Linked DNA regions of Oryctolagus cuniculus: region 2 is linked to region 1. Evidence: chromatin contacts called from public Hi-C data. All regions are on one chromosome and are shown on one strand. Each heading gives the region's core, a stretch centred on a gene start, on an enhancer-like site or on the middle of the called end of the contact. The rest is flanking DNA. Distances are from core to core; before and after follow the strand shown. Region 1 holds the start of HLTF (helicase like transcription factor). Region 2 overlaps LOC103350414 (a long non-coding RNA gene).

Evidence for each region. A called contact is a pair of places that touch in the nucleus more often than the background predicts.
Region 2: a contact with region 1 is called in a Hi-C map of embryonic fibroblasts, with 2.4 times the contacts expected there. The contact joins the enhancer-like site here to the promoter of HLTF in region 1. A contact is called at or near these places in 2 of 6 Hi-C or Micro-C datasets (embryonic fibroblasts and psoas muscle).

What each region holds. Positions count from the first base shown.
Region 1 is chr4:132,374,612-132,377,325 of mOryCun1.1, forward strand. It overlaps HLTF (helicase like transcription factor), which reads left to right and starts at 1,262. Exons shown (of 27, transcript NM_001114728.1): 1 at 1,262-1,455; 2 at 2,571-2,714. The coding sequence starts at 1,436.
Region 2 is chr4:132,519,182-132,521,881 of mOryCun1.1, forward strand. All of the region lies in intron 2 of LOC103350414 (a long non-coding RNA gene), which reads left to right. Among named protein-coding and RNA genes, the nearest start is that of GYG1, 35 kb to the left of the region's middle. Within about 2 kb of position 1,295, at least 6 of the 8 cell types and tissues checked have an H3K27ac peak or open chromatin away from gene starts, as enhancers often do.

The DNA.
Region 1 (2,714 bases), core at 12-2,511:
TTTGTCAGCTCGCCATTCCAAGCCACCATTCTGTCTTACCTGGACACCATAATTTTCTATCAGTTGCTTCTATTCTTGCCTCCTAAAATTCATTCTCCACAGAACTGCCACAAGTGAATTTTTTGAAGCCTAATTCAGTCCTCATTCTCCTACTTAAAAAACATTCACTGGCTTCCTATTGCCATTAAAGTAAAATCCAAACTTTAGGAGGGTCCATGCATTAAAGTCTGCCCTTTATCTTCCTGATGATCCACTTTGTGTCAGCTTCTCCTCCTCCTTGGTCCACCAAGCAACCTACAGTTCTTGTTCCTGTTACAATCGTTCTTTTTTCACAAAACATAACCTACTGTGATCATTCTGGATTTGTACTTGTTTCATCTCAAAATGAGGACAAACTGCACTTGGTTGTTACACTAGAGATCCTGGGTCCCTCAAAGTGGGCATTGGAGGGATGAGTCAAGCAGATAACCTGCGTCCCTGGCAGCCCCGAGGCCACAGGTCCATCGTCCCAACCCCACTTTAACAAGCTTCTTCCGTCCTTGGCAGGGGCAGCCATGGGCCCACAGGGAAGCTGGTGTTGTCCATTTCCGGCAGTCGCCAACCAAGTCAGTTGTACCATCATACGTTACAGTCTTCCCGCGCTAAGAAATGACAATTTTCCTTTAACACACACACACACACACACACACTTGGGAGAAACACTCGCTCTGGAAGATCCGATGAAGATTTTCCAAACTCGGTGTATCATAGATTAAGTCAACGAGGCTTAAAATGGAAAAGAAAAAAGAAAAGAAAAAAAGACTAAGTCTCCACGGTTGCAACAGTTATTCCGCGGGTAGCCCAGGTTCTGTAGCAGAGCTTATTCAGACGAAGAAATGAAAATGAGAAAAATGAGCAGCAGAACGACGCAGAGGCTTGAAAATGTGTCTGGGCCTTAGAATGTGGCGGGGAAACAGCAGAAAGGAGAGTTGTTTTCTTCCGAAGCAGGGAATCACCAGAAAACGCAGCACCATCGCACGGTAGTCGCACTCCGACGGCCACGAGGCTTTCCCGCGCGCCCGGCTTGGGGGCGGGGAAGAACCCGGATGGAACAGCCCTTCGCAACCGGGACCCCCACTGTCTTTGAATCGCAGCGCGGGGCGGAGTTGCCCTCCCTTCCGTGTCCTGATTGGGTCATTTCCGCAGGCTCCCTCTCGTGATTGGGTGGTCCTAACGCCAGTCAGAGCGTCGCTGGTCTCTCGTATTGTTGCTGGAAGGAAACGGCGACGACGTCTGATTAGACCCGCGGCGTCTTTCCCTGTCGGTGGGAGCATTTCATCCTGCGCTCAGAACCTGCCCGCGGCTTGAAGGCTGTAGGGCCAGGAAGGACGCGTAACAGGCTGCATCAGAGCCCTCCAGGGCGCCCAGCGTCTTCCTCGTCACCCCGCACAGCGCCATGTCCTGGATGTTTAAGAGGTGAAGGGGGCGAAGGGGGTGGGGCACTGGAGCTAACGGCCTGGCGGCGTCCCCAAATGAACCTGACCTTCCCCGTGTTTCCTCCGCCTTCCCTGTGCGATTCGTGCAGCTTGTGTTTGTTCTACTTTTCGCTCCTGTGGCTAGGGGAGAAATACATGCATTGTCTTCTTGGCGAGGAGAGACTCTTCAGGCGAGTCTCGTGCCAGACCCTCGGGGAATTTATGTCACGGACTGTGGGGGGCCTGGGACTCAAGGCTTCCTAGCCCTTGCTTCAGGCAACAAAAAATATTCAGCTCCGCTGTGCCGCTACACATTGTGCTCGGACTAGAGGGTCGAGCAATACAGGCCTTGTCCCCAGGTGGTTCGTAATTTGTGTATATGCACAGACGGTTGCAAACGGTTGCAGAGAAGCTAGACGAGGTGTGCGTGATGCGGAAGGAAAACGCAGGCAAAAATAGCGACTGTCTCTTAAGAGAATAGAAACTTTCCGGAAGCCTCCACCAGACTAACGCTCATTTTCCTTCGTCCAGATTGCTTTTCATGCCTATTCCCAAAATCATTATTCATTAAAGGATTGGGGTTACCCTTAAACCAACGAATTGGGGAGCGGGAGATGACGTAGCTTGAATACCAGATTAAAATGCGGTCGGTTCCTAGGGAATTAAAGTAATGGATGCGGGATATAGTATCTGAAAAAATATAAACAACTTAATGTATGCATGCATAATAATGGTTCCATTTTTGCAAGTTTCTTCTGGCTAAGTCCTTCTTTAAATTTTGGCATAAAATTGGAGTTACAAACGTCATATACGCTTAAATTTAAGTGATTTTCACTGGGAAAGAGATTTGTGACCCTTTACAGGATTTTTCATTTTGTATGGGGGAGGGATGGACGAGCCAATTTAACAGGTGGGATTTCCGGGAGCTTTGCCTATTGCAGTCTCTGCTTTAACCAGAGTGACTGTTAATTTGTGTACAGTGATTCCCACATTAGATTTTATTTGCTAAAATAGAATATTAAAAACTATTGGCCTATAAATACGGATAAGTCTTTGAGAAGTACTTGGTTAAGTAGTGTATTGTTTTTTGTGCCTCTTCCCCTCCTTTTTTCATAGGGATCCTGTTTGGAAGTATTTGCAGACGGTCCAATATGGAGTCCATGGAAATTTTTCACGCCTCTCATATCCAACGTTTTTCCCACGTTTTGAATTCCAAGATATTATCCCTCCAGATGACTTCCTGACTAGTGATGAAGAGCT
Region 2 (2,700 bases), core at 45-2,544, 140 kb after region 1:
TTCCTGCAGAGAAAGTCAAATAGAGAAATAATTCACAACACAGGGCATCCGAGAAAAGATGCACAAACAGAGGACAGAGGACTTGTCAGGGGCTGGGATGGGAGGGAGAGCAGAGAAGTCTCCCCTGGGAGGAGGGAGCGCGTCAGATGGAGTCCGAGAGATGAGGCGGATTTCCACAGGTGGTGATAGAATGAAGGGCAGAAGCACTCAGGCATGCAAGCTGGTGTGTTACCAGGTGTGCATGGAGCTCAGGGCGCCGTGCAGGTGGGCAGCTCGCGACAGGCAGCGAGGCCACAGCGGGAAGAGCGTCTGCCCGCGAGCTCCGAGCGCCAGGCCAGAGGAGTTGGTTTCATTGCGGGGAGAATGAGGAGAACTTGAAGGGCTGCAGGAGGAAGCTGCGTGGATGAAAGGTGTGTTGTCACTGACTAACCAGGCAAGTATTCTTTATCTGATGTGCCAGATACTGCCGATACAGTGTCGGAAGTGAACCAACAGAAATAGCTGGTCAGCTGTGACATCAGTCAGTGATGAGTGCAGTGAGAAACAATACGGCAGAGGAAGGAGATAGAGTGTGAGTGTGGTGGGTGCTGGTGGAGCGGGTCAGGGGAGGCATGATATTTGCTCATAAGCTTGAATGAGAGTGAGAGAGTGAATCACTTGAGTCTGATCATTCCAGACTCAGGAATCAGCAAGTGCAAAGGCCCTGAGGCAGCACCGTCACATCCACAGAACAATGCAGAAGCTTCTGTGGTTGGAGTAAGTCATAGGAAGAACTGTGGGTGGTGATGTGGAAGAATTCAAGGGTCAGGTCTTTTTGCAGGAAGAGAACTCTAGTTCAGCGCGAAGGCCTGATCAGGGACCAGGACAAGCTCAGGGGAAACAGTAGGAGCCTGTGGAGTGAGGAGGGCCTTAGCCGGGAGCAATTACAGAATCATACACAGGCTAAGAAAAAGGTACATTTTGGGTTAGTACACAATGTCCCCAAACAGCACTGGCCTTGGGGAAGGCCGGGCTTTGAGGACAGGATGACAGGGGGTACCTCCCTCCCGATCTCTGGTGCCTTTGCCATCGTGTGCACTGTCACCCTCGGAGGAGGAGGAGACCCAAAGTCCCACCTCCCCCGGAGTGCAGACCCTCAGCCTGGAACTGTCCGGGAGCCGGGCGAAGGCAAGGCCTGGCGCCAACGCCTGTCCGTCCCCAGGGGCGCCGGGAGAGCCCTTCCTCTAAGGCTCACAGCACTGGCCCGGAATGTTGGAGGCCGCTGGCAAACAGCCCGGAGCTCTGGCCTGGTGCAGCTCTGGGAGCAATGACGTGTTGAAGCAAGTGGAAGAAGCCGAGGGGAAAGGCAGTGCAGGGGGAGGGGCGGGTCGGCCGTGCAGAGCGTTCCCGGGCCGGGCCGTGTTCCTGGGAAGGCTGCGGTGAGGAGGTGGCGAGCAGCGCTCCGAGAACCACGCACGGCTCGGCTCCCCGAGGGAGCGCGGGCCTCGCCGTGGCATTCTTCTGCACTCGTTTTTCACCCGCGGTGTTCTCCTTTCCCTTCTTACTTGGCCAGCAAAGTGAGCTCCTTAGGAAAGAATCCCGTGCTGCCTCTCTGTTGGCCAGGTTGAAGGGGTAACGTTCCAAAGACACCGCTTGTCAATATCCGTGGCGAGAGCGCCCTCTTCTGGCCACTCTTCCTTTTCTTCAGCTGCCATTTTCCCCGACAAGGCTGGTTGCAGACTTAGCTGGCAAAGGAAAAAAGCCAAACGCATCGCTGAAGAGAAATTGCTTTACCCAAGATTGATAGACCCTTCATCCACAGTTCTAATCCTCGCTTGGCTGTGGACTCTTGAGTCTCCGGACCCAGCCTTTCTTTAAATTGACGCTTGGTCTCTTACTTATCCAGCAAAAAGGCCAAAATGGCGGAGTTCAGAGCTTGCAGAGGTCACTGCTACCACTCAGCGGGTCACTTTCTTGCCTTGGCTGCTATGCTCTTGAAAAGCTGACACAGTGTGCTGAATGGCTGAAGGCCGAGCAATCTCTCAGGCCCTTCAGGGTCCCTACGGAGTAAGAAAGAGCCCACGCCTGATGAGCCCGGAGTGTGGTGGAAAGATGGATGAGTAAACTCAAAATAACACAGGGGAACAAGAACAGGTGGTAACGATGGGGAGGGGGCGTCCCTGGTCTTGGAGGGTATGCAACCGATGTCTTTGGGCCTTCACACCCACGCGTGAAAACAGCGAATGCCTCCCCAGCCCAGATTATTCCTCCTGATGCTCCGCTCTCCATGTGCTAGAGCCCACGGGTCAAACCTTGATGGATGTAAGATATTCCTGTTATAAACTCACAAAATGATTTTAGCTTTAAAAGGGACAAAAAAGTCTATTAATTTGCTCTGATTTTTTTTCCTTCAGTGTCAAGGGGAAATTTTTCTTTTATGACATGAGCATTTTGAGAAACTGAATCTCTACCCTCAGCTAATTAAAATTGCTTTTAGTTGCAGTATATCAATGCATAATGAAAAAGGTTATGGATGGGTTCTTTTAGAAATTATAGCATTGGAAGAGACAATTTTCTTGCAAGACAAGGGAGAACCATATTTAATGAGACCCTTCACAGATCACTTTTGTTTTAAAGAAAGAGACACATGTTATTTATTTGAAAGGCAGAGTATTAGAGAGACACGGAGAGACACAGAGAGAAAGACCCCTGATCAGCTGG